Linked DNA regions of Sus scrofa: all the other regions are linked to region 1. A link is a contact called in public Hi-C, HiChIP or PLAC-seq and promoter capture Hi-C data. All regions are on one chromosome and are shown on one strand. Each heading gives the region's core, a stretch centred on a gene start, on an enhancer-like site or on the middle of the called end of the contact. The rest is flanking DNA. Distances are from core to core; before and after follow the strand shown. Region 1 holds the start of FAM96A (MIP18 family protein FAM96A). Region 2 holds the start of LACTB (lactamase beta). Region 3 holds the start of RPS27L (40S ribosomal protein S27-like). Region 4 holds the start of APH1B (gamma-secretase subunit APH-1B). Region 5 holds the start of OAZ2 (ornithine decarboxylase antizyme 2). Region 6 holds the start of USP3 (ubiquitin carboxyl-terminal hydrolase 3).

Region 1 (4,389 bases), core at 971-3,470:
ATGCCTGCCTTGGCAGCTCTTCGCTGTCAGGGACCTCGGCAGAGAAGCCACCACACCCCTCATTCCTCACCGTCCACCCAGCGTCCAGGAAGCCAGGGCTCACGTCTCTGCGCTCATCCGGACCCAAGCCATGACTACTGTCACCAACACAAGGTCTCGCCGGGCCCACTCTGCCCAGCCTTCCCGGCACTCGCTTAGCCTTTCCTTTTGGGGCGCCCGCCCGCCTGCCCCGAAGGGGGCGAACTTACGGCCGCCGCGGCGCCGGTGAAAATATCCTCCCCCTCGGTGTCACTGTCCCCCGCCTCGGGTTCCGACCCCCCTGTCGCCCCCTCGAACTCCGGTTCCAGGCTGGGGAAGGGGGGAGGGAGTCTTTCCGAAGCGCTACAGCCACCACCACCCGACGCCATCTTCCTCCACCCGCGGCGGAAGCCGCAACAACAACTTTATGGAGAGATAGTGCCGCGAGCAAAGCGTTCCAGCAGAGCGGAGGCGGGATGGCAGCCACCAGCCCTGCGGGACACACAGGGCGGGGAAAAGGGGCGGGGCGTACTCGCTCGGGGCGGGGTGGGGGCCGGCTCGCAGCTCCTGTCCAGCCAATCCAAGCCCTGGATCGCGACCCCGCACTCTTAACCTAGGGAGCAGAGGAGCAAGAGAGGAGGAGCTAGGGGCCGCTCAGGTTCCTGTGGCTCTTTGTGCTTTATCTAATAGACTTCTTAAGGAGATGAAAAAAGTCTGAAAACCTCTACCAGCCACCAACTCATGCCAAGCGCAGCGGCTTCAAAGACATTTAATAAGTATTTTTGGTTGAGGTCTCAACATATGCAGTCAATTTTCGCCATTTATTCTCTTGACATTTAGTTAGTTCATTCAAGAAATAAATATTGAGCATCTACTCTGTGCCTCGCACCCTGCTATGCGTTTCACATATAAAAATAAAGCTCCTTCTGCCCACCAGGCGCTTGAGGGAGACGGGCATGTAAATTAACAATTCAATACGATCAGTGCTATAATGTGCTGTGGGAGCATAGTAAGAGATCATCAATTCTGCCTGGAGAAGTCAGGACGCCTCAAAGAGGTGAGACTTCAGTGGGCTAAGTTTGGTCGCAAGGAAGTTAGGATTATCCTCACAACTGCTGTGGAGTAAGTGGAGTGGAACAGATGACAGGGGAATTATTAAACTCTGAACCAAATTTTCCTGCGGCCTAAACTATTCACTATTATCTGGTGGGCTTAAAGTCTAAATCAGCTATATAAGATTTTATCTTTAAAGATAAATAGGATATGTTATCATGGGATAACTCAGCAAGAAATCCTGACCTTCCTCTCAATAGAGATGATACTAAACTTGGCATCAACTTTGACAAAAGGTTTAGTTTGTTTGTAACTGCAAATCTCTCAGCATCAGGTGTTGGCTCCCTCACAGGTCTGTGAGCTGCTTAAGGGCGGGAGTCCTGTCCCATCTTGTATCCTCCGCGTCTATAGACTAAGTCTGGCAAATTAAGTATCTAATAAACGTTTGAGACTTGATTGGAAGGATGGATGGATAAAATTAATACCATCAACCTTGTTACTGGCATCATCACAGCCACCAATACCAAAGGGCTTAGAACGTTCTTTTTAGGATTGCGATCTCTAATGTCACTGTGAGACACACCGGACACAGGGGAAAGCTCTCTCGTTCTAAGTTGTCTTCGAGGGAAACTGGCAGAAATATTCAGGGGGTATTGGGAGTTGTGCTGGCCTGAGTTCCTATGAGACAAAACCAAAAAGGAACCCCCTCCACGCCTAACCATCCAAGTACACGTCCTTTCACTGCAACGGAAACTCACTTCCGGCCTGACTAGTCGTTAAGAAAACTTTGGCTGGAAGCGACACTCTCTCGGAGAAATAACGGTAGGGAGTCTCCGTGTAGACGTCCTCCAGCACTAGAAATCAAGATTTCCTTTTCCCTACCTCTTCAGTATTCATCCTTAGCTTATCCAAGCGCTGAGTGAGGCATTTTGTAATGGGTAACAAAACGTTACCTCCCTCCCGACCCCCCCACCGTGGGAAACTACAGTTCCCATAATGCAGCTCTCCGTCTTCCGAAGAAAACGCCCATACGTCCCAGCACACAACGCGCTTCACGTGCCTCTAGGGATTTCCCCCCCCCCCGCCCGCCCCTCCTGTCCGCCAAAGCCGAGCAAAGTATGCTGGGGTTTGTAGTCCGTGCAGCCTTTTTCCCTAGATCCTTCGCGCTACTCCGTCCAGTCCCGCCTAGTCTCTGCTGCCCAGGACCTTTTAGGCTTGTCTTGGCCCCTTTGAAGATCAGGAAGTTGATAAATTGTGAAGCTCGCTGTTGAAAGACGGTGGCTCGGGTGGGACAGTCGCCAGGGATGGCGGAGCGTGAGAATGGAGCGGGTGTCCGGGCTGCTTTCCAGGACGCTGAACAGAGTCCTGTGGCTCTCCGGCCTCTTTGAGCGCGGAGCTGCCCGGCAGCCCCGGATCATGGAAGAGAAAGCGCTAGAGGTTTATGGTAAATAATTTTACCGAGGGCAGTGTTTGGCGGTATATATGGAGGCGGGGGTAACTTGGGCCTCACCTGAGAGTGGGAGTGGTTTTTGCCGGATTTCTGGGAGCATGGAAAGCTTTTTCTCCCGGGTCCCAAGTTTTTCGGGCATGTGGTCTTTATAAGGTTCTTCCTAAACCTAGGGCAAGTCGAACCCTGAGTCTCAAATGCTTCAATTTTCTTGTCTGCCTCACGTTCTAGTGGCCATCTCAAGACATCTGGGCAGAGCAGGAGTCTAGGATGCTTGGTTAGGAAGCAAAGCTGGCCTGATTGCATGACTTGAGCTTCCTATCTCCAGCCCCTGGACACACAATCCTGCCACCGCCGAGGGCATTGCTGGGTGGAGTTGAGGACTAGCTCAAGGTCACAGCTACTCTTTTCTGCATAGGCAATAGCCAGAGGTTCCTGAGAGCCTAGCCTTGAACTTTAAGTTTTGTTGTTGTTGTTTTTGTTTTTTTTCCACACAGCTAAGCCTGGAATGCAAAAACAAAAGAAGAACAAAAAAGCAAACCACACACAGAGTTTTAGATGTAGATGCAGGTAGACTCTTTTCAAACCCTGGAACCGTCTTCACTGTACAGATGAGGAAACAAAGGTTTAGAGTGGTTAAGCAACTACTTGGAGGCCACATTGACTCCATGGAAACACCAAAACCAAAGTTTTGGTTAAGGAAACACCAAAAACCAATCACTAAGTTTGGAATCTTCTGATTCCAAACTTAGTGCACTTTTGCTTTATGACTTACCTTTTTTGGGGATTTTCTAGTATTGTGTTTGAAAACTAAAAAGACTGGTCTAACTTTCGGCAATTCCTGGTAACCAGGGTAAAACTGCAAGAATGCAAATATGCAGGTAAGGATTATAGACCAGTAGAAAGAAGCCAGGGATGTTAAAGACATTTGGAGCTAATCTAGTTTACCTATTGCTAGAGGCAGGACTTAACCCCAATGAGGAGATAATTATGAATGGAATGATCTCCACAAGGCAGATGGACACATTCCTGTCCTGTCAGATCTCTATCTCCAGCATCTAGGGACAACAGGGCACTGGTGATACAACTTTGAAAGAGAGTTTTTGTCCTCACACTTTTGTTGAGGGGAGCCTTTATAAATGCAAAAATGTAACTTAAAAATCATATGCAAAAGAAGGCCAAAGACTGTACGAGAGATACAGAAATTCAGAGGAAGGAGAGACTTTAAGGAGACACTTGGTAGTTTCAGTTGTGGCACAGTGGAAAAGAACCTGACTACTATTCATGAGGATGCAGGTTCCAGCCCTGGCGTTGCTCAGTGGGTTAAAGATCCAGGATTGTCGAGCTGTGGTGTAGGTCACAGACGAGGTTCGGATCTGGCCTTGCTGTGGCTGTGGCGTAGACCAGTGGCTACAGCTCCGATTTGACCCCTAGCCTGGGAACCTCCATATGCCGAGGGTGCAGCCCTAAAAAAAAAAAAAAAAAGACAAAAAAAAAAAAAAAAAAAAAGGAGTCACTTGAATTGGGCCTTGAAGGATTGGTAGGATCTGGACATATAAAGAGTATATGGAGTTCCTGTCATGGCAGAGGGGAAATGAATCCCATTAGGAACCGGGAGGTTGTGGGTTCAATCCCTGGCCGTGCATAGTGGGTGAAGCATTCGATGTTGCTGTGAGATGTGGTGTAGGTTGCAGACGTGGCTCGGATCCAACATTGCTGTGGCTGTGTAGGAACCTCCATATGCCGTGGGTGCGGCCCCCCAAAAAAAAAGAGAGAAGAAAAAGTGGAGGCCATGCTAAGCAGAGGAAACTGGAGCAAAATTATGGAAGTGAGACAATAACTTGTTTAGCGAATGACAGGCAGGGTTTGTG
Region 2 (4,389 bases), core at 927-3,426, 970 kb after region 1:
TACCCTGTTCACAAGAGTGATTTTCTGATTCAGTTAATAACTTTTCCTAGCTTATCTAAACGATTTGGTTATTCCACATTTTAAATAAATTATTTCACATGCTTTAAGAAAAATATCACTGTTCTTCAAGTTCTATTTATTCTTGGTTTTTTAAGTGAGTTTCCACTAAATTCCTTAAAATAACTACCAATAGAAATAAATGTGAAAAGATGTCCTGCAAATCCAATCTAGCTAACAATCAATTTAACTCAGCTGCAAATCAGAAGAAATACAATGTACTACTAATTTAAAGCACCTTCTAGAAAACGGTTTAAGTCAAGCTTCACCCTCTGTAGGATAAAAGTGTGGAAATCTAAGAAATACATAGAATTGAGATCTGAAAAGAATGAAAAGACATACAATAATTATTTTCAACTGTAAATGTAGATTATGCTGAAAAATATTTTCACAAAAAAAGCCCTCACAGGGCTGATATTTATAGAATTTTTTATTACATTATCTTTCATAAATCAGGTATGTTAATTGGGCTAGGTTTAAACTTAGGGAAAGAATCATATTTCTTCGAATTCAAAAGTTTACAGTTCCTATCAACTGCTAAAAGTACTACTTTCTCTAAGTGATGTCTGAAACAACATTTCCTAAAGGTAGGGTTCCTAAAAACCTGCTATGACCAGATGGATCAATTTGTGTGCAAAGGAAAAGTAAGTTAAATTATAAAATAAGTTTTAAAGTATCATAGAATGATTAGAAATCTCTCTTCCAAAGCTGCTTTTTGTTTGAAAAAAATACCTGACACTTCTGCATGGTTTTTGGGTTTTTTTTTGCTTTTGTTAAGTAGATCGCAAACTCATTAAGGAAAAGGAATTGTGTATATTCCCAGTTATTACTACAGTGCATTTTACAAACTAAGGAACTCAATAAATTGTTGAGTGAATTAGAAAAGAAAAACACAAAATCCTGACAGTTTGTCTACTCGTAAGAGTTATCTACAAATGTGCAGTTAACAGGCTATTATATACACAATTTTGAGAACAATAAAACCAGTCTTATAGGAAAGTGGGAGTAGAAACGAATGATCCTTAAGACCCCAACTTACTCATCAGAGTCAATTTTAAACCTTATTGTTTACAGAAAGTCCGATTCTGTTAGATATGTTTTCTCTATAGTGTGTATGGTTTTATGAAAACTGAACAGAATTTTACGGTATTCACTCCATTGAGTAACACATCAAGATTTCATTCGCCGACTGGCACAAAACAAGGCTATAAATAAAACCCTTCTGAGCCCACCTTCTGACCAAACTTCTTTTCCATCCACAGAGACTCCAACCACTATTCCTGGCGCGCCCACCTCATCCTAAGAGCAGAAAGGAGAGTACAAACACAGACCGAAACAGACACCTTGCACGTCCGCCAGCAACTTCGTCTGGGGCTTTCCCTTGGCCCCGCCCCACTGCCCCGCCTCCCCGGCAGGGCCCCGCCCACCTCGGCTCATGCCTGGCGGGAGCTAACCGTGAGGGGTGTGCTCGCTGGGCACACAGGGGGGAAGGGGTGGTTCCGAGGCGGGCGGTGACCTCCGCCCCAACTTGGGCAACCCCCCAAGTGCGTCTAACCATGGCCAGGAGGTCGGGAAACGGGAAGTCTTTCTCGGAAGCCGGTCGTGGGCATCCAGCCACCCGGGGTGGGGCCCGCTCGCCCCGAGAGGTGACCACCAAGGGGTCTCATTCCCCGGTGATGCCGGGGGTGGGGCGCTGGGTCCCCAGCCGCCTACGCCCCCCGTCGCCGCACCTTGATCCTGTGCAGGAGGTCGCGGCTGCTGTCGATGGCTCTGGCGAAGCGCCTGGCGTGGGGCGGCACCGGGGTGTGCGGAGACCACGGGGCGAGGGGCTGCTCCTGAGGCGGCAGCGGCTCGCTTAGAATCGGCGACTCGGGGTCGGGGGCCGCAGGGGGCGGCGCAGGGGACGCGCCCCTCAGCCCTCCTGCCAGCTTCATACCAAGGGCCAGCCCCAGCCCCAACCCAAGGCCCCCGACCCAGCCGGGGCCGAGCTTCGGCAGCCCGGCGCGCTGGTGGGCAGCGCGCCGCCCGCAGCCCCAGGCGCAGCCTCTGGGGGTCGCGGCCCGAGCCGGCACGGCTGACAAGAGCCGGTACATGGCGTCTCCAGCGGGCTGGCAGCTTCTGAGCTAGCGCAGGCCAGGAGGGCAGCGTAGGCGCGGGGTGGGGAGGGGAGGGGAGGGGAGAGGGAAAGGGGTGGCTACCGCATTCAGACCTTAGCAGTCGAGGGCCGAGGGCCAGAGCGCCGATCGCATGGAGTGCTTCCTCCTTTTCCCTTTCACATTGCCTCCACTCTAGATATTTCCTCATCTTTGTGCCCCGCACTTTCCCCCCGCTGCTTCCTCTTAGATCTAGTGTCTCCTCCTCAGAGAAGCCTTTCTAGTCTCTGTCCTGTTTGGAGTTTTCGCCACACCTAGACCTCCAGTGTGCACAACTGCCGTAATAAGATTTAACACTTTGTTTTACTAATTTACAAACTAATTTGATTCTTTACCAGATTGTGACCTCTGGAGAGCCTTGACTGCTACATTTGGTACATCTGCTCTTGGAACTGCGCTTGGCACACAGCAGCGGCTCAGCAGGGATCCCCTTTCCTCCCAGAACCCTCATCTCTCTTGCTATCACTATTCTTTGTCTCATATAGACTCCTTCCATTTCCCCTAACACCCTTTAAAATTTCTTATGGCTGTCTAGCTCCACACCACATCAAACATTTGTTATATTCAGTCCTTATATTAATTTTTTTTATTTTGCTGTGAAAAAGTTTTAAATAAAATTTACACTTAAAAATTCTAATCCGGGAGTTCCTGGTAGCTCAGCGGGAACGAATCCGACTAGTAACCATGAGGACGCAGGTTCAATTCCTGGCTGGAGTAAGGATCCAGTGTTTCAGTGAGCTGTGGTGCAGGTCGCAGATGTGACTCAGATCTGGCATGGCTGTGGCATAGGCCTGCGGCTGCAGCTCTCATTCGACCCCTAGCCTGGAAACCTATGCTGCAGGTGCGGCCCTAAAAAGACCAAAAAAAAAAAAAAAAAAATTTAATCCAGGAGTTCCCGCTGTGGCACAGTGGGTTAAGAATCCGACTACAACAGTTCAGGTAGCTGGGGAGGTGCAGGTTTCATTGTTCATCTGTGCAGTGGGTTAAAGGCTCCCTCCAGCGTTGGGGCAGCTGTATGATAGGTCCCAGTTGTGCTGGGATTCAATCCCTGGCCTAGGACTTCCATATACTGTTTTTGCCGCCATAAAGAAAAAAAACCCAAACAAACCAAATGTAACTTGTACAATTTAGTTAACTATGATTCCTGACAACTGTAGATGATCGGAGATTTTTTTTTTTTTTTTCCTTTTACTGCTGCACCTGTGGCATATAGACATTCCCAGGCTAGCGGTCCTTTGGGAGCTGCAGATGCAGGCCTAGCCATAGCTGCCCCAACACTGGATCCCAGTGCATGAGCACCCTACACCCCTACACCCTGAAGCTTGCCAAAATGGATCCCTAACCCATGCAGTGAGGCCAGGGATCAAACCCGCCTCCTCATAAACACTATCGCCAGTTCTTAACTGGCTGAACCACAATGGGAACGCCAGAGGTTCTTGTGAAATAATAAGTCCAACCTCAAATTACTACAAAGTGTAAAATGTGTATAATCCTATCAAACAGTTAATGATATGTTAATTTTGAAGATAAACATCCATTCCAATTTTATAATTTTCTTTTTATACTTTGGGATATACATATAATTTTATATATATTACACATAATATTATATACTGTTTATTTTAAATATTTTATTTTAAAAATTATTCAATATTAGTCTAAATATTAAATTATTTAAATAATACATATATATTTCCCAAAGATTTGTGAAACTTATAGGCCTTAGGTATACCCAATACCAGTATACCCAATGTATAAAATGAGCCTATCTTTCCTTACAGGTGGAATTCATAGAATTCACAGACTTGAATTGATAACTGTTGTCAAGAGAAAAAGCTGTAAACATCTTGAGCTGTTGTTAAATTTAAGGGAAATGCAATGATGGTAACCACATCTAGTCAGAAGATACAGGGGCTAAATAATTGTAAGGTGGTGGGCTGCTTATAAAAAGCCTACAACCCTGAAGATATCAGGGTATCCTAGGAGAGTTTAGCCATAAAACCCAATGAGGTCCTTGGAGCACCACCTGCTATTAGAGTTGACATGTGCACTCTGTCAAGATGATATTGGAGGTTCCCATCACCAGGGCTCCCACTACTCCAACCAAGTGGGTCAGTGAGAGAAAAAAATATAGAGGAATGTAAAAGACATAGCCAGTGGTGGTTACAATAAATTCTCA
Region 3 (4,389 bases), core at 1,117-3,616, 930 kb after region 1:
AATGGAGGGTAAAAGGATAGAAGTTATGCGCAAAGAGCTGAGATCTTGGATAGAAAGAAGAGATTGAGCTTACAGGGAAATTAATTTCCTTTATTTATTTGGCCTTGCTTGCAGCACGTGGAAGTTCCCAGGCCAGGAATCGGACAAGCCTCTGCAGTACAATGTCAGATACTTAGCCCACTGTGCCACAAGGAGATTTTGAATTTCCTTTACTACTCTGTCTTATCCCTGCAAGTGTTCAGAGACTTTCCAGATTAGTTCCCAAACTCTAGGATATGGTGAAGTTTTTGCTTCTTTTTGTTATCTATGGGAAAATAAGAAGACAGCCTAGTGAGTGTCTACAAAAAATTAAATGTTTTTGATGTTAAGAAAAGCCTGAGAGTAGTCTTTCATACCTGTTTGTTTCAGGTTTTTTTGTTTTTTTTTTCAATTGGTGATGATAGTGTAAGGTAAGTTTGCAAAGAAGAGAATGTGCACACACCTCTAAAATGTCTTCATTTGGCACACAAGTGAGCTGACAACACAACATAGTCCCTCCATTTAGGGGAAAATAATGACAAATCCAGACATTTGCAAAAAACTGCTCTCAATTTTCATGGATGACTTAACAGCAAAATTTCATTTACTATTCCATAATACATGGTATTCTGATAAAAATACCATTTCTTTCTTTTGGATTGACTGAGATAGGGAAAAAACATAATATCCAATAATGTCAAGGATGCAAAGAAAGGGGCATTCTCAAGCATTTATATCTGGATCGTAAATTGGTTTGACTTTCTGGAGAGTAAAAGTAATTTGGCAGTTTATATTATAAACCTTAAAATGTGCTGAACTTTTGATTCAGTAGTTCCTCCTTTAGGAATTTATCCTAAGGAAATAATCAAGATGGACAAGACTCAGCCACAAAAATGCTTCTTAGAGTGCTATTTCAATAGTGAAAAATTGGCAAATGGAGTACTATGTGTTAAGATTTGACAGAGCTGGTTGGTGGGTTGAGGGATCTTCATTATTGTATTCGTTTTCTATTTTCACTATAACAAATTGCCATAAAGTTAGTGGCTTTTTTATTTTATTGTCTTTTTGCCATTTCTTGGGCCGCTCCCACGGCACATGGAGGTTCCCAGGTTAGGAGTCTAATCGGAGCTTTAGCCACAGCAAGGAGGGATCAGAGCCGCATCTGCAACCTACACTGCAGCTCACCACAACGCCAGATCCTTAACCCACTGAGCAAGGCCAGGGATCAAACCTGCAACCTCATGGTTCCTAGTCAGATTCGTTAATCACTGAGCCACAATGGGAACTCCAAGCAATCTTAATTACACTTGCCATATAACCACACATTCTAGGGATGAAAACATTATCTTTGGAGGCTATGATTCTGCATATGCAATTGTATTAATCCATGTACTTATCTGTCTGAAAATATATTAACTAATATTTTCAATAGTATAAAAAAAACCCCAGCCCTAGTGTCCAATTTAGCGTATGGATGAAAAGAGGATTATTCACAGGATGAATGCTATGTGCCCATTAGAAGTCATAATGTAGGATAATATAGAGTGCCGGAGTGATGTTCATTATACAGTAATGGGGGGCAAGTCTATAAAAGAATATGCGCAAGAGATATGAATTACGTAAAACCAAACCCCAAACATATATGCAACTGACTAAAAAAATGTTTGGAAGGCTATAGGTCAAAATATTAAAATGTTTACTTCTCAACGGTGAGTTTAAATTTCTTCTCTTTTTCTTCACTTTCCTAAATGTGTATTACACATGGATTATTTTTTCGAAGAGAAATAAAAGCTGATCGAGAATGTCTATTTTGGACACTTTTCTGGTCAAGCGCCTCCCTGTTTTCTAAGCTTTTGATCAGACTCGCTCACACCCAATCCACAGGACTGTCCTCCTCAGCAAAAACATTTCAAGTCTGGCTATCGGTGACACTCAACCGTTTTTTCAGCCTGAGCTGTTCGCTCTGCAAAGTGTGATCCCCAGTATAGAAAGGAGAACAAAGCCCGGCAGCGAATCGGTGCTCGTTAAAACCGTTTTCAGGGCCAGGCAAACCCAAGGCACAGCAGCATCCCGCAAAGAATTTAACAACCGGTACCTTGGAAGCCAGATGAGCAAGTATACGAGTCTTTTATAATCTCACTGGCACATTTTAATGGTTTTAATTAATCACAGTTTTTAATACACACACGAACAGAACATAGGCATCTCCCACGTGCCCGCCCGCAGAGCGGCAGGAGAGTGGAGGGCTTGGCGTGGGGTTCTCGGACCAGCCACTCAGCGTGCCCAGCCAGGTCCGCTCTGCAGTGGTTGCCTGCGCTCCAGAGGCCCAACGTGGCTCCCTACCCGCCATACACCAGTTGAGCCTGGCCCCTGGCACCACCGGCCCGGTGTGAAGCTTTGAGGGCCGCGGCCCTAGCCTAGGGACGCGCTAGGATCTCGGGCTTTGGGAGCTCGGATGGGCGTGCCCCTCCGCACCTCCCCTAGACGGGTCGCGGGGATCGCGGCCGGAGCCCGCTCCCACCACCGAGAGGAGAGCCTAGAGTGGACGCGCCCGCCGCTCCTCCCAGCCTCCTCTATCCCGGAAGTTGACGCCGCGCTCCAGGTCGCGTGCGGCTCGCCGAGGGTATAGCATAGCTGTCTGGAAGGGCTGTGCTTTGCAAAAGGATCAACATGCCTGTGAGTTGTTTACTTTCAGGCTTCGCTTTGGTTTTGGCCGTCTCCATCGGCCGAGGGGTCCCTGGGGTGGGCTAGCTCGATGTCTCCGCGGGCCCCCGGGGTTCCCTGCCGATCGCGGCTCGGCAGCGCCGATCAAGCGGCTCTTTTCGCGCGTGGCGGACTTGTTGGGACTTGTCCGGGCGGCGCGGCGTGTCGGGCCCTGCTTGGGCGTGGAGCGCACGGTCTGGAGTCGGTGGCTGGGAGGGGACAGCTCCCGAGTAACTTAACTCTGCTCTCTTGGGTTCCGGTGCGCACCCGCGAGGCTTCTTGCTCTCCTTTCGCTTCGTGGTTCTTGCCTCCTCTGCCTTTTCCGTAGAAATTTCCTACTTGTTTCCTTTTTAAAAACTGTCTTCGCTGTTGCCATACACATTAACTCTATCTAGGACAGTCATGCGTCAGGCACTTAAGAGTTCTTGTCAGATCAGATGTTGAACCCTGGGGGCAGAAATCATCTCGATGTTGGCACTATCGGATCTACCTCGGCGATTTCTACTCTCGGCGGGTTCAGGGATCACGTTCTTACTTAACACCCGAGTTTTATTTTCACTGGAGACTGTTGTTAAAGTGAAGAAGAACGGCTCTGACCTTACCATATGTTTCCCGATCGTCGTAAAGCCCCTTTATGGGACTTGGAGAACACAAGCATTATAAAAAGTATTAGTGAAAGTTAACAGCCTTTAAACAATTTTATATATATATATATATATATATATGTAGAGAGAGAGAGCGCGCGCCTCTTCTGAGTATGACTGTTATTCTATTTTTGCATGTATATCTCGCCCATGATTAAATCTGCCAGAGTTGTGGTTTCATTCTAGTAGTAATAATATGCTTTTTTATTCAGTTGGCTAGAGATTTACTGCATCCTTCCTTGGAAGAGGAGAAGAAAAAACATAAAAAGAAACGTCTGGTTCAGAGTCCAAATTCTTACTTTATGGATGTAAAATGTCCAGGTAAAATTTCAAACCTTAATACTTTTTAAAGGAAAATTTCTGTAAGGATTATTTAGTGTGTTGTGTAGTGTTTAGATATAGGACCCTGGGTTGCATAGAAGTGGGATTAAATAATTGGAGTGTCATAAGGGTTATTTCCATAATAAACCACTGTGGAAACATTTGGGGGAGGGGTGTCAGAACATGGGACTCCAAAGCGGACATGATGTTTAACTTATTAAATCTTTAAGCTGTTCAGATGATGAGTTTTCTTTTTCAATATGCAGTGACAAGTATATTGATTCTTCAGTATAAAGCTGTGGGGCTCAACAGCATGGCCATTATTCAGGTGTAAACACTTCATGATTCTTTATTCGTATGTATTGGGAAATGATCATCACAATGTTTAGTTAATATCTGTCACCATGATTATAAAAATTTTTTTCTTATAAGAACTTTTAAGATATACTCTTAGCAATTTTCACATATTCAATACATTCAATACAGTATTATTAACTATAGCCACTATCATGCTGTATTTTAAAAAAAAAATTTTTTTTTAAGGCTGCACCTGTGTCATATGGAGGTTCCCATGCTAGGGGTTGAATCAGAGCAGCAGTTGCTGGCCCATACCACAGCCACAGCAATGCAGGATTCAAGCCTCATCTTTGGCCTACACCACAGCTCACAGCAAAACACTGGATCCCTGACCTACTGAGCAGAT
Region 4 (4,389 bases), core at 1,406-3,905, 810 kb after region 1:
ACAGTTTTATTTTATTTATTAGTCTTTTTAGGGCACACACCCACAGCATATGGAAGCTCCCAGCCCATGGGTTGAATTGGAGCTGTAGCCGCTGGCCTACACCACAGCTACGGCAGCACAGGTTCTGAGCCACGTCTGTGACCTACACCACAGCTCATGGCAACACCAGATCTTAACCCACTGAGCGAGGCCAGGGATCAAACCTGCATCCTCATGGGTACTAGTCGGTTTGGTTACAGCTAAGCTATGATGGGAACTTTGAGAAGCACTTATAAATTCTAGGCTGAATCAGTTTTGTTGTTTCAATGACTATTTCTCTAGCTTCTTTTTCTCCATGGCACTTAGTATCTTTTAATATACAATGTATTTTCTTGCTCATTCAGTTGTTGTCCTTCCCACTGTAATATTACCTCCATGAGACTGTCTTTCATCATGATGTATCCCTAGTACCTAGGGTAGTGCATGACATTGAGCAAGTTCACAAGAAATAATTTTTTGAGTGAAGGAAGGAGGGAATGTCCACATTTTAAAATGCTCAATATTTTGGAGTTCCTGTCATGGTGCAGTAGCAACGACTCCTACTAGGAACCATGAGGTTGTGGGTTCAATCCCTGGCCTCGCTCAGTGGGTTAAGGATCCAGCGTTGCTGCGAGCTATGGTGTAGGTCACAGATGCTGCTTGGATCTGTCGTTGCTGAGGCTGTGGTGTAGGCCGGTGGTTACAGCTCCAATTCGACCTCCATCCTGGGAACCTCCATAAGCCGAGAGTATGACCCTAAAAAGCAAAAAAAAAATAAATAAATAAAATAAAATACTCAATATTTTCAGCCTGGAAATTTATAATCCCTTGGCTTCAAACTATGTTGGAAGACATGGACCCTCAAATACAACAGTATATTAATGTTTCAAATTACCAAATCATAATGCAAATAAAACTGTGGAGGGGGGTAAAGCAGACATTTAACTTACTTTAAAAGTTTATAATATGCAAACCGGAATGTTTCTTGGATAAGGACTGAGACCAACACTCCAAAGATCAGCAGATATTTCTGGACTCGTTCATCTTTGTTATCAGTAATGGTTGTTGCCATGAACCAAACTAGGGAGGAAAGCAGCAGAGACACCAACCAGAAGAAGGCTCTGAAAATTGGGGGGAAAAAATTACAAGTGAACAGGATTAATAATGATTTAAATGCAGAAAAAATCTTGCTTGAAAAGGAATGGATTTCCTGACCAAGAAAATGTTCATGAAGTGATGTTCTGAATCAACTGTTCTTAATCAATGGTGCAGTTTCCCTGGTGAAATCAACATGAAGTCCAAGAGGAATTTGAGATTTTTTTTTCCCTAAAAATCACTTTTTCAGTGACTCTGTTATTTCTAAGTACTGCTGCAGACTATCTGCCAAGTGCTGTCTGGCTGGAAACTTGGTTATTTGCTCCACTTCCTTATTAAAGCTTTGCCCACTGATGTGCAAACAAATGTCTGCATCTCTATTAACAGAGTGACTGGCTGGCTTTAAAATCGAGGTTGAAAACCTATGCTCTGATCTAGATCAGTTTTCCAGGCCTGGTTTCTACAACATTCCTGTGGATTTTAATGATTATAACAAGGGTTACAGAACTTTTACCCAAATCACTATTGTTTTTTAAATGACACTTGTGATGAGGCACTTTCAAGAAGGTCAGAAAAGGTGGCAATCACTGGTATCGCCTGGCCAAGCGACACTCTGGGGAGCCCAAGAGCTGCCAGACAGGTGAAAACGGAGATTATGACCACAATCGCTACGAGAGTTCGGTGTTGACCAAGCTCCTGCAGGGAGATGTACTACAGGTGCGGTGTTGTTTCCCCACGTTTCTACCCTTTGGCTGAACCGGGGAATCACCTGGGACGCTTTAAAAAATTCCGTAGTCCGAATCCCAGGCCCCTGACCTTCCGATTCAGTTAATAGAGGTAGGAGCTGAGCATCGCGGATATCTTAAAACACCTGACGCCCAGGTGCTTAAGGGTTCTTGCTTGGGATTACAAATGCCTGTTAGAATCTGAGGGAAACTAGGGACCTCCCCTCTCCAAATGAATAAAAGATGAATATTTGAACTTATCCACAATTTTTAATACAGTTTTAATGTATGACTTATTAAAGCACACCCGGGAGACAAGCGTAGGGGTTTTTCTGAGACCTACGGTGTGATGTGCTCTCCCTCTGAGCTCGCCCTCTGGGGTCGCAGGCGAAGAGTCCCAGGGGAGATGGGTCTCCGCTCTCCCCCTCCCAATCCTTCTCCCCTCCAAAGCCTATCGAGGTCAAGTCGTTTGGAGGGAACGCCAAGTACTGCCGGTACCCCAGCGGGGGAGGGGAACCCCGGGTCTGGGTTTCCTGGCGCAACCACCTTACCCAATGATGAGGAGGATGATGCGCAACGGCTCGGTGGCGATGGTGAAGACGTAGAGGGCGAGAGCAGGCCCGAAGGCAATGAAAGCGCAGCCGAAGAACACGGCCGCCGTCATGGCGACAGCAAAAGCCGACCCGGGGGCCGGGCGGGGACTTGGGGGCGCTGAGCGCTGATAGAGCTGAGCGCGGGGTGAGGGCGGGGCAGGAGAGCGGCTGCAAGCAGGGCGCGGCGGAGGGACGGGAGGCGGGGCGTGGCCGTGAGCGGCGTTGGGGCGTGGCGCGTCGGAGGAACAGAAGGCGGGGCGAGGGCCCGGAGGCGGGGCGAAGCCGTGAGCGCCAGAGGGACCCCGGCGCCCGGGCTCGAGGCGCGCTTCACCTCCGGGCTGGCAGACCTGGAGGCAAAGCAGTTCCTGCTGTCTGCGCGGCTTTGTAGGACGAACTGTAGCGTCCCGACCCCCGCCCCGGCCACAAGTACACCATCCATCAGGCCCAGGATATTGGCCGCGAGATGGCTGAAAGAAGGGGGGGGTCTCCAAACTGCTTTGGTGCCAGGATAGGGGGAAATTCCAGATCAACTAAAGAAAAACTTCGCACAGCAGGTAGATAGGATCCCATTTCTAAACAGAGGAGTCTTTTTTAAAGCACATTTTGCCATCTGTAATGTTGGGGGAACTTCGTGCAACTGTGTACAAAACCCAAGCTTGGGATAGCGGTGACCCAGGCGCTAACCCTCAGGGTAAGAGCTTGTTTTGTTGAGCTGGTTTTATTTGTTCCTCGCTCCTGCCGTGTCTTAAAGGTGTTTTTTAAGGCATTCTCTGATCACCCTGTAATTACAGCAACATCTCCTTGCTTGGTTTTTACTTGCTCGCTTGCCTCCCCCATTAAAATGTAAACTTTTGGAAGGCAAGGTCTTTGTTTTGTTCTCCGTTGTTTCCACAGCACCTAGAAGATGCTCACTAAATAACTGTTCAATGAATGAAATAATTTTAAAAATGGAACTTACAAACATTTGCTACAGTAACAATTTCTGAAAGGTTTACAAAATAAAACCAGAAGGTTAATTTCCTTGGTCATTTTATCTAAGATTTATCTCCATGTCTAGTGGGGATAATAACAATAATAATTCATGGGTAGTTTTGAGGATTGCGCCACATGTTAAGTGCTATGCAAGTATCAGCCATTCCTACCCATCTTTAATGCCTATCCTGAATAAAGCTCTTGAAAATCAACACTGAAAAGACAAAAGCTGGGGCCCTGACTGAAGATGTTTTGTGGTCATCTCTGAAAATGGGCCTTCACATAATACAAGTATTTAATTTTTATGGTAAAATGTCAGCTTTGTTTGAAACAGACATATATATTTTCCTCTTACTCTACACAGTATTTCTTCATTTTGAAATGTTTTGACCAGCACCTACTAAGTAACTCAGGTTGAGACAACAGTTGAAAGTGATAGTGACTCTATCACATTATAAATCAACTAAACTTCCAAAAAACTTTAAAAAATGAAAAAATAAAGCTATTCATTAAAAAAAATTTTTTTAAATAAAGTGATAGTGACTCATCATTGGATAGATTCTTTTGGTTCTATCCTGAATCAAAGTTGTCAAATGCAATTACATTATTTCAGCTCCATACAGAAATGCCTTCATGAATGCCCAATGTACTTATGTCCTTGGGGTAAATTAGTATTTTTAATTAAAGACATTGTAAGGAGATAGAGAGAGAGAACCAGGCATGACTTTATGAACATAAGAAAAGCCGTTTTTGGCCCAAGCCTTCTTGTGATCTAAACCTGACTACAGTGTTTGTCCTTGAACGGGTCTCAGTAATTAATAATCAACCAAAGCTTAGATTCTGTCCACCTTTCCCCCAATTCTATGCTGAATTCTCCTCTGCTCAAGCCCCTTCATGAATACTCATGTACCTTTAGCTTAAAACTTCCCCAGTTTTGCTGTTTGGGGAGACCCCGCTTTGGGAAAAATCACCAGTGTTTTCCTTAT
Region 5 (4,389 bases), core at 796-3,295, 630 kb before region 1:
TAAGTTTAAATCGCTGCTCATGACTAGTGGCTATCCTATTGGACAGCACAGATTAGAGAAAGGTGGCTTCCCATTTTTGTGAATTTTTCACTGGCTGGCCAGGCACCCATCAAGGTGGTCACTCCTTCAAGTAGTAAGTTGTGGCAGACACCTTGTCACTACACCATGTGAATACAGACAGAGCACAGGATCAGGCAATACCCCAGGTACAAATTCTAACTCTACCACTTACTGGCTTTGAATTAAAACAAATAAATTAACTTGGCTGGTATATATAGGCCCTCGAAAATATTCGTTGGCATAGTCTCCCTGAGTTTTAATTCTTTTCATCTGTAAAATGGACGTGGGGGAACTGTTGTACAAATTCATGCTTCAGCATGATGCTCAGTAAATGTGGCTTTTATTGACACAGTGATTTAGCATCTGCTGGCTGTTCAAAAACTGTCCTTCAGGCCATGGGTCACTCATCCAGGGATGGGCTGGCAGAAGTGAGCCACCCCATCTTCCTTGGGGAACAGGAAGATTGCCCAGGTCTCTGGGACAATTAGACGGGATCGGTCAGGGCTAGATGTAATTGTTTAGTTCTGCTGTGGGCTAATGTAAGAACACACCTGGCTTGAAATGGGAAAATCAGGTAGGGACAGTCCCTTGGGGACAACATAGATGATCTAAAATGAGCCAGAGCATGGGACTAGTCTTGCTTTTATGTCTAGTGATAATCTGGGCAGTTCTGGTATCATTTACCACTTCAATTTTTGACTTAGTTTGGCAGCTCCAACCCATCTTCCATCCCTGATTTATCATCATCCAAAAACCAAAAGCACATTGTTTGTCAAGTAGAGGTCCTGAGACGGCTCTATGTGGCACTTTTGTGACATGGGGCTGTTTTCAGCTGGAGTCAGAGTGACCTTTGATCTGGAATGATTGTGACCACCCTTTCTTTGAAGCCATCCTTAATTCCCTAGTTGCTTTCTCTGTGGCCTCCCTCAGATTGAGCACTTACCTCATAGTATGATGGCCTCTCTGTGTCCCTCCCTCGGATCAGATTGTGACATCCAAGGCAGGAACTTTGCCTAGTTGATCACTGAGTATTCCTGGACTCTACCACATGCCTGAAGCACATAGTAAGTAGCTGCTCAAAAATTACTTGTTGACTAAATGAATGAATGGCGTTTGAGGTGACAGTAACCCATTATGATCTGAGATAACGTGACCTCTCTTGTGAGTTGACTGTGAACAGAGTCAAAAGCTGATTTTGTTGAAGTGCCTGTGATTGCAGCCTGCAGTGACTGTGATCTGAGGGGTCTGCATACCAGTGATTGTGACCTGTTGGCACTGATCTGTGATAAGGACCAGCAGGGATAGTGACTGTCGATTAGTAATCTTGCATGACTGTGATATGAAGTGCTTGTAAACATGGCAGTGTTGGTGCCTTCCACCACTACTGTCAGGTGACTATGATCCTGATCCACAGCCACTTGGCATTAGATGACCACCAGCCCGTGTAAGGCCTTAACCCTTGGCCTGAGATATGTTTTTAAGGTGAAGATATTGCTGATCTTAGCTGACAGTTTAAGTTATTGATCTGCACTGTGAGCGGAGGTAATGGAGATCTCAGGGCTTGGCCTTAGCCTAGAATGACACTAATATATGTGTATTAATCTTAGATTAACGATTTTGTTTTGTTTAATAGCTTCCCAGGGCCTATAAGTGTCACAGCCCTGCTAAACCCCACGCAAACAAGGGTGAAGCCAATGCCCAATAAATTCTACTTGAAATGAAACATCCTACGGCTCGCCCAGCCATCTCCACCACGACACCGCCTGGGGCACGATCCCTTCTACACGCTGCTTCCCCTAAGGCCCTGGCGCTGCCCTGACTCCGCTACCGGCTTGACGCGCCTGCGCAGAGGCGGGGCGGTGCTTTGCCCTTTGTTGTGGGCCCCAGTTTCCCAGGACACCGCGCGGCGCTGGGGTGGGGCTATGTAGATGAGGCACTTGGGGGCGGGGCGGTTGCTGCAGCGTCGGCGGCGGCCGGGGAGGGTCAGTTGGAGGCAGGCGCTCGCTGAGGCAAGGAGGAGGGCTCTGGGCCCGCGGCCTGACAGGGACTTAGCCCGCACAGATCGGCCCCGCGCGCGCGCGCGTGACCCCACACCCACCCACTCATCCACCTACCCACTCCCTGCGCCGCCTCCTCCCACCCTGAGCAGAGCCGCCGAGGATGATAAACACCCAGGACAGGTAACGGCCCGGCCCAGGCTCCCCGCCCCCATCCTCCCCTCGTCTGCTCCAGAGGGCCTCCTCTCCCCACCACCCAGCGGGTCCCCGGCCCTCCTCCAGAGGGCACCATCAAGCCCCCACTGAGTCCCTTCCCTACTTCAGCCACCCCAGTCTGAGCCCCAGCCTCGCAGCTGGGCCTCCTTCCGTCCTTTAGCCCCCCTCCCTCCAGCCCGGCCCATCCCCCTCATCCGGGCTTCCTCCTCCCGTAAAAGCCCCCACAAACCGGGACCCAGTCTTCCAATCCAGTCCCTATTTCCTTTCTGCCCCACCGAACCGTGCTTTTTCTCTCATTCCTAATTCCCCAGATTGTTTCCCATCTCCCCAAATCTTCCTTCCCCTTTTAAGTCACTTCACCCTTCCCTCTGAATCCCCTTCCCTAATTCAAACTGCACCTTCCAACCAGACGCCTCTTTTATCACCCCCCCAAAGCTCCGTCCTTCAGTTCTCAACTGGACCCAGCCCCCCCACCTGTCACCCCCCTCCCCGGCCCCCACCTCCCCAGGCCTCGCAGTCTTTACAGTGATGCCTAGTCCTCCCCTTGGCCCCTCACTGCAGCTTCCTCTTTTCCCTCCAGCCCTCCCTCCACACCCTTTTCCCATTTGGGCCCATGCCCCCTGTCTCCCAATCTCATTCTTTTTATTTCTCAAACACTTTGGGTTTGACTCATGTTCTCCATCCTGTTCCCTAATGATGTCTTCCACCCAACACTCTTCTAAACACTCCTACCTTTTAACTACTTTTTCTCACTTTTTCTTATACTCTTCTCATCTTAACCGATCCGCATCGCTAGAATATTAGGTTACAGAATTCAGCCCACCCTGCGTTTTTCCCTATACCTCTTTCCCAGTACCTCCAGTGCTTTCAAATCAGTCCCCATACTTTGCTCACTGGACCTTTCATGTTTCCTCAAAACCCTACCCAGCCCTCCCTTATTAATTGGAGAGAAAGACTGCACATCTTTCTGAAACAGCTTGCTTCACATATGCTTACTTCACATGTACTTCTCCCCTGCCCAAACTAGGCAGAATTCATTATTCAGTTTCCCTCTCTCTACCTTTCCTCTTTTCCTCCAAAGTAGCCCTTGTCCTGCATTTATGCCTCAAGCATGTCCCATGTTTCTGTCCCTAAATCTTCAGTGAGAAATTGTTTCCTAATGTTCCAATTCTCTACAATTTTTAACCCCAGCTGCTGCTTATACATCAGAATGACTTTTATTTACAATTTGGGTTCTAATTCTCTTCCTCATTTTTCCCCAAAACTTGTTGCTGCCTGCTCCAAAATGAGTCTGAAGCTCATTAGTTTCCCCCTCCAGACCCTTTGTCTCCAGATTTGGCCTTATGGCTTCTGCTCCTCACTTGGGCCTCATTGTTTTGCAAGCAGATCCATTCCCTGCAAATCTTCCTTAAATTGTGCCATGGCCTATCCAAATCTGGGCTTTAGTTCCTCTTACAAACATAGCTCTTCTTACTGCTTTTCTTCACATAGAGATCTAACTACCACTCAAGTTTCCTTTCAAACTCAGGTGCCCTTCTTACAGAAATGGTCTCTAACTTGCCATTTCCCATTCCTTTAACAGCAGCCTCTTTAAATTTTCCAGCTGGGTTTTCAGCTTTTCTTGTATCTCAGTGTTTCTCAACCCTGGTTGCACAGGTGAAAAATCAGTCACCTGGGCCCCACCTTCAATAATCTGCTGTAATTAGCCTAGGGTGGGGGCCTGCCTATTAATATGTATTTTTTTTAATCTTTTTAAAAAATTTATTTTATTTTGTGTCTTTTGAGGGCCGAACCCGAGGCATAGGGAGGTTCCCAGGCTAGGGATCGAATCCGAACTGCAGTTGCCGGCATACGCCACAGCCACAGCAATGCCAGATCCGAGCCACATCAGCGACCAACACCACAGCTCACGGCAACGCTGGATCCTTAGCCCACTGAGTGAGGCCAGGAATCGAACCCACAACCTCCTCGTTCGGATTTGTTTCTGCTGTGCCACGACGGGAACTCTGTTGATATGTATTTTTAAAGCGTTCTCTAATGGGCAACCAGGGTTGAGAAACACTGCCTCCCCTCCCCTCCTCCCAGAAGACCCTTCTCATCATACTCCTTGAGTGGA
Region 6 (4,389 bases), core at 1,162-3,661, 560 kb after region 1:
AGAGAAAAACTTTGTTGCAAGATACAAAGATGCTATCTTACCCTCTGGACAGAAATCACCCCTCCCTTAGGGCTAGAGGTATAACTCTGTTCTTTTTTTTTTTTTTTTAATCAGCAGAAGCCTCTTAGTTATGCTCTATTTTAACTTAAGTTCCTCAAGAGATACTCAATTTTCTGCATCTCTTTTCCACAGTCAAGTGGACACCCTGACTAACAAAGGCAAGACTGACTCACAACAGGATATCTGCCACTTGCATAAACTCTTTTCCTTTTTTTAGATACATGTGCCCAATGAGGCCATTTTAAAATTTGATGTGATTTTACCTAGAAAAAGCCAAAAGCATGCTGTCTGCTTGTAACCCTATAGTTACCACAGGTGAGCAAGGAGTAATTTCATCATTCTTCATGAGGTATGCTTTTCCTAGTGTTTACTTTGATTTTTTTTTTCACATCTCTTTTGGGGGGAAAAAAAAGTTACACTTATAGCACCACAGCTATAACTACAATTATAGCTAATGCACTACCAAGCAATTTGTAAAGCAATTTGATACACCTTATTTGTTGTTTCATACTCAACATTCACTGTAAAAGAAACATTCTTAGGTAAGTTTCTGCACCCTCATAAAAGAACTGCAACACTGCACTGTAAAACAAATTAACCAGTTAATAATCTTTATAGGCTTCATGCAGAAAAAGATACTGACTTTACAAAGCCAAGCCAAGCATCCAACCTCTGAGAGCTCAAGGAAACCGCAGTTATTTCTATTCCTTATCCTAGAATGAATTTTTCTTTGCGGCATTACCTGAGTTTTTCTCCAAGGAAATATTCACCCTTTAAAAAGTAACCTGTCAAAAGTGTTAGTGCATTCTCTAAACTATCTTCCCAGCTCCGGCACACAAGGAGAAATGTCACACAGCTAAATCGTACGTAGCATTGCTATTTTCTTCCCTTTATTTATTCAAACGAATTTAAGATTTTTGAAATGCACAATTCAAATTTTACACTACAACCCAAGCTATCATTGATCCTCTCAAAGCTAATAAACAAAGACTATCAGCAGCACCAGGGCCCTACCAGGAAGTAATCAAAGCAGTGTGGCCGGTGCGATCCTAAGTCTCTAGAGCAGACAATAAGGGGGTACTGGGGCTTCGAAGGGGCCTGGCAGAAGGAGTTAAGAAGCTTAAGCAATGCAAAAGCATTACATAAACCTAATAACTGTCCTACAGCACAAAAACTCGGAAATCCCAAGGCAATTTCGGACAATCCGAAAGATATGAAAGACAACTCGAGCTACCCCTCCAAAGCAGCTGCTCGATTAGCCTTCTCAGCTTTTTAACCAGCAGCCTGTTTTCAAACTTCACCCTTTCTGGCTGATGAAAGACTCCGACCTTCGCCGCCTGAGTACTCAGCACCTCTCCGGGTCCCGGTTCCCGCCGGTCGGCGTGGGTCGGGTCGCGGGTGCATGGGGGGCCCAGGCAGGTAGCGAAGGGCCCCAGAGCGCGCCCCGCAGCCTGGACAAAGCTGCGCCCCGAGAGCAACGCTTTTGCCGTCCCGTCAAGGAGGGGACGAAACTCGGGCCCCGCCACACGTGCGGCCGCCTTGTGGGGGCCGGACACCCGCCCCCGCCGCCCCCGACCCGGGGACACGGGCCAGCGCAGCCCCCGATCACAGCAGGGCTGCGCGGGGGCGCGAGCCGCTGACCAAGGTCCCCGCTCGCTGCCGCCCCCACGCGCTCGTGGGCCCCGCGGGCTCCCGCCCCTCACGGGCCTCTCCTTTGCCGGCCGGACCGTCGGGCCCCGGGAAACAAAGGAGCTGCCGCCGCCGCTCCGCCTGCCGCCGCACCACCCGCCTCGCCGCGTACCCCTCCCCAGCCGCCGAGCCCCGCTCGCCCTCACCCCTTCCCAAGTCCGCGCGCCGGCCGCCAGCGGCCCCTAGACGGCAGGCCCCACAGAGCCGGGGCCTCGGGTGCGCTTCAGGGCCGCCTGGGGCCGCACTCACCGCTGCAGCACCAGGACGACGGGGAGCCGTTGGGGAACTTGGCTGAGTCCGGAGCGATGCAGACGCTGGAGCTGAGGTGCGGACACTCCATGGCCACCCGGAGAGCGGCGAGAAGGACGGAGGCTCCGGGACCCGGCGAGGTGGGGGGCGGAGGGACTAAGAAGGATCCGTCTGGGGTCGCTCCTCGCCGGGCGCTCGGCAGACGGCAGCTGAGTCCCGAGCCCTTGCGTCAAAGAAAGCAAAAGCTTCCGGGAGCCGGGTTTTCCCGCCCGCCGTCTCCTGAGGCCCGGCTCCGGAAAACGTGGTACTCCGGAATCCGGGTTCTGCCGCCACCCCTAGGCTGGGGGCTTCCGTCTTCCCAGGCTGGCCCCGCCCTGCCCCGGGCAGGCCCCGCCTCCAAGCCCAGCCCCGCCCCCGTCCTCTCCCGCGGGGTGGGGGTCCCCGCGCTCGCAGGCGGGTCGCCCAGGGTCTGGCTGCACTCGGAAGTGACTTTCCCAACTCTGTTGGCCGGGACTGCCGCGGCTTCCCCGCCCCTGGAAGGGTGGGGCGCTAAACCAGGGCACACAGGGCCAGTCCGCCGCTTTTACCGCGGCCGGGCGAGCGCTCACAAAGAGTGCTTCTGCGTTGTGTGTGGTGGACTGGCTACAGCGCGGTAGAAAATCTGACCACACAAAAAAAATGTGAAGAAAATAAAAACCACCTGGGCAGACAGGCTCTGTGGCCCCATTTTTACACAGGAAGACACAAGCTTAGATTAAGGGCCTAGACCCACCGGGGTGCATAGGTCCCAGAGCAGTGCTAGTTTAGTGTTCTGCTCCCTTCGGCAGGTGCGATAGTGATCGAGTTCCAGTTTTTGAACACGTGACCTTAGCCAGCCACCTGGGTGCTGAGTGGCTGGTCCCGCGTGGGCACTCATGAACCTGTGTTCAACCCCTGTCACAGTGACTCACCATCTCCGTTACTTTGAGCAGACGATCGGACATTCATACCTCACCCTCAGTGTAAATTTAAGTGAGATAGTTTTAACCTGCGTTTGCTGAGAGCGCGGTCACTGTTACCAGGTGACGAAAAGAGAAGGGACCTAACAATTGTTAAACACCCACTGCTGCCTCCTAACCAGGCACTTTACAAATAATACCTCATTTAAACCTCGCACCATCACGCCAGCAGCTGTTACCATCCCCCTTTTTACCGTTAATCCGTACTAGGATTGGCTCCCAGGCACTCTGATCTCTTTGTGGAAAAAGGATAGGGCCAGCCTCTGGGGCAGGGGTTACGCCCTAGCGAGGCTGCGATCTTTGTGGGGGCACTGCCTTGGGGATGTCTGGGGCTATTACAAACATTGCCTCAAAGTTGGGGCTCCTTGTAAAACCCGGCGAAGGAGCAACAGGGCCAGGAGGCAGGGAGGGGGAGGGGAAGGCTGATGTGGCAATCCCTCGGGCCGGGTGAGAGGAGGAAGGAAGGTCAGGAAATGATTAACCGGGCCAGGCCGGGTAGTGGTTAGAGCAGAGCACCTCCCCACAGGGCAGTCCTGCAACAGTCCAGGAGTGCCCTCTCAGTCACTTCCCACGCTTCGCCATCCCCCACACTACCCGCCACCACTTGGTTTCTGCCGCGCACTCCTCTGCCTAACGGTGTCCATTCACCTGCGGCATCTCTGTTGACCCTTCCTTACTCTCCCCCCATTCTTTCCCCCCCAGTATTTCCCATTCCTCGGTCAACACTCTTTGGTTGCCTCCCAAGTTTTGACTGCTGTTAGAGCAAGCCATCTTGAGGTTTTATGGCAGTGCCGAATTGTGGAAAGTGCGGCTGCTCAAATCCTAGCTCTGCTGCCTACTTGAGGACCAACTTTAGCCAGTGTTTCTAGTCTTTCCAAGCCCTTTATGTCTATAAAACTGAGAAAACAATGCTTATCTCCAAAGGAAGACGTGAGAATTCACAAGACTTGCCACCCCCAGTAGGAAGTCAATAATTTATAGCCCCCCTTTTTTTTAATGACAGCAAGTGAGAATAATTCCTAGGAAGGGGGAGTATAAACAATAGATGTGCCCTCTGCTCAGGCTCTCCAGCCCTCTCCTATCAACTGATTCTTTTTCAAAGCCTGTCTGGATCAACCTGTTTCCCTCTGGACAGCTACCCCCGATTATCATCCATGCTCCTTCTTTTAGCCATGGAACTGACTCACCAGGGTCTTTCATCCTGGCGTGTAATGCTACTTTTTTCACCCTCAAAAGGACTCAGTTTCCTTATCATCTAGACCTCAGCTTGAACATCACTTCCTCAGGGAGTCCTTTCCCGACCCTGCCCCACCTTCAGGTTACCTCCAGGTGTGTGATGCCCTTGTGTGCCCCACACTCTGCCTTTTAAAAACACTCTTCAGCAGCATAATTA

What was found. Promoter capture Hi-C pulls out the DNA fragments that hold promoters and counts their contacts. A called contact is a pair of places that touch in the nucleus more often than the background predicts. HiChIP or PLAC-seq counts read pairs in DNA pulled down with a chosen protein or histone mark.
Region 2: an H3K27ac HiChIP or PLAC-seq map of alveolar macrophages shows a contact between it and region 1. The contact joins the promoter of LACTB here to the promoter of FAM96A in region 1. A contact is called at or near these places in 1 of 5 promoter capture datasets (liver), 1 of 47 Hi-C or Micro-C datasets (liver) and 2 of 2 datasets of contacts at active chromatin or transcription factors (alveolar macrophages and skeletal muscle).
Region 3: an H3K27ac HiChIP or PLAC-seq map of alveolar macrophages shows a contact between it and region 1. The contact joins the promoter of RPS27L here to the promoter of FAM96A in region 1. A contact is called at or near these places in 1 of 47 Hi-C or Micro-C datasets (embryonic fibroblasts) and 1 of 2 datasets of contacts at active chromatin or transcription factors (alveolar macrophages).
Region 4: a contact with region 1 is called in an H3K27ac HiChIP or PLAC-seq map of alveolar macrophages, with 9 times the contacts expected there. The contact joins the promoter of APH1B here to the promoter of FAM96A in region 1. A contact is called at or near these places in 2 of 5 promoter capture datasets (fetal liver and fetal skeletal muscle), 1 of 47 Hi-C or Micro-C datasets (fibroblasts) and 2 of 2 datasets of contacts at active chromatin or transcription factors (alveolar macrophages and skeletal muscle).
Region 5: a contact with region 1 is called in a Hi-C map of liver, with 4 times the contacts expected there. The contact joins the promoter of OAZ2 here to the promoter of FAM96A in region 1. A contact is called at or near these places in 2 of 47 Hi-C or Micro-C datasets (heart right ventricle and liver).
Region 6: a promoter capture Hi-C map of liver shows a contact between it and region 1, with 2.9 times the contacts expected there. The contact joins the promoter of USP3 here to the promoter of FAM96A in region 1. A contact is called at or near these places in 3 of 5 promoter capture datasets (fetal liver, fetal skeletal muscle and liver), 7 of 47 Hi-C or Micro-C datasets (alveolar macrophages, heart right ventricle, liver and 2 more) and 2 of 2 datasets of contacts at active chromatin or transcription factors (alveolar macrophages and skeletal muscle).

What each region holds. Positions count from the first base shown.
Region 1 is chr1:107,949,398-107,953,786 of Sscrofa11.1, forward strand. It overlaps FAM96A (MIP18 family protein FAM96A), which reads left to right and starts at 2,221. Exons shown (of 4, transcript XM_021093923.1): 1 at 2,221-2,515. The coding sequence starts at 2,392. SNX1 (sorting nexin-1) reads right to left here and starts at 523. Exons shown (of 15, transcript XM_021093910.1): 1 at 249-523. The coding sequence starts at 407.
Region 2 is chr1:108,922,309-108,926,697 of Sscrofa11.1, forward strand. LACTB (lactamase beta) reads right to left here and starts at 2,177. Exons shown (of 6, transcript NM_001243362.1): 1 at 1,788-2,177; 2 at 1,290-1,356. The coding sequence starts at 2,150.
Region 3 is chr1:108,878,964-108,883,352 of Sscrofa11.1, forward strand. It overlaps RPS27L (40S ribosomal protein S27-like), which reads left to right and starts at 2,367. Exons shown (of 4, transcript XM_003480338.3): 1 at 2,367-2,694; 2 at 3,578-3,686. The coding sequence starts at 2,689.
Region 4 is chr1:108,760,624-108,765,012 of Sscrofa11.1, forward strand. It overlaps APH1B (gamma-secretase subunit APH-1B), which reads right to left and starts at 2,656. Exons shown (of 7, transcript XM_021094173.1): 1 at 2,390-2,656; 2 at 969-1,139. The coding sequence starts at 2,502.
Region 5 is chr1:107,323,180-107,327,568 of Sscrofa11.1, forward strand. OAZ2 (ornithine decarboxylase antizyme 2) reads left to right here and starts at 2,046. Exons shown (of 5, transcript NM_001301326.1): 1 at 2,046-2,240. The coding sequence starts at 2,221.
Region 6 is chr1:108,513,200-108,517,588 of Sscrofa11.1, forward strand. It overlaps USP3 (ubiquitin carboxyl-terminal hydrolase 3), which reads right to left and starts at 2,412. Exons shown (of 16, transcript XM_021094102.1): 1 at 1,999-2,412.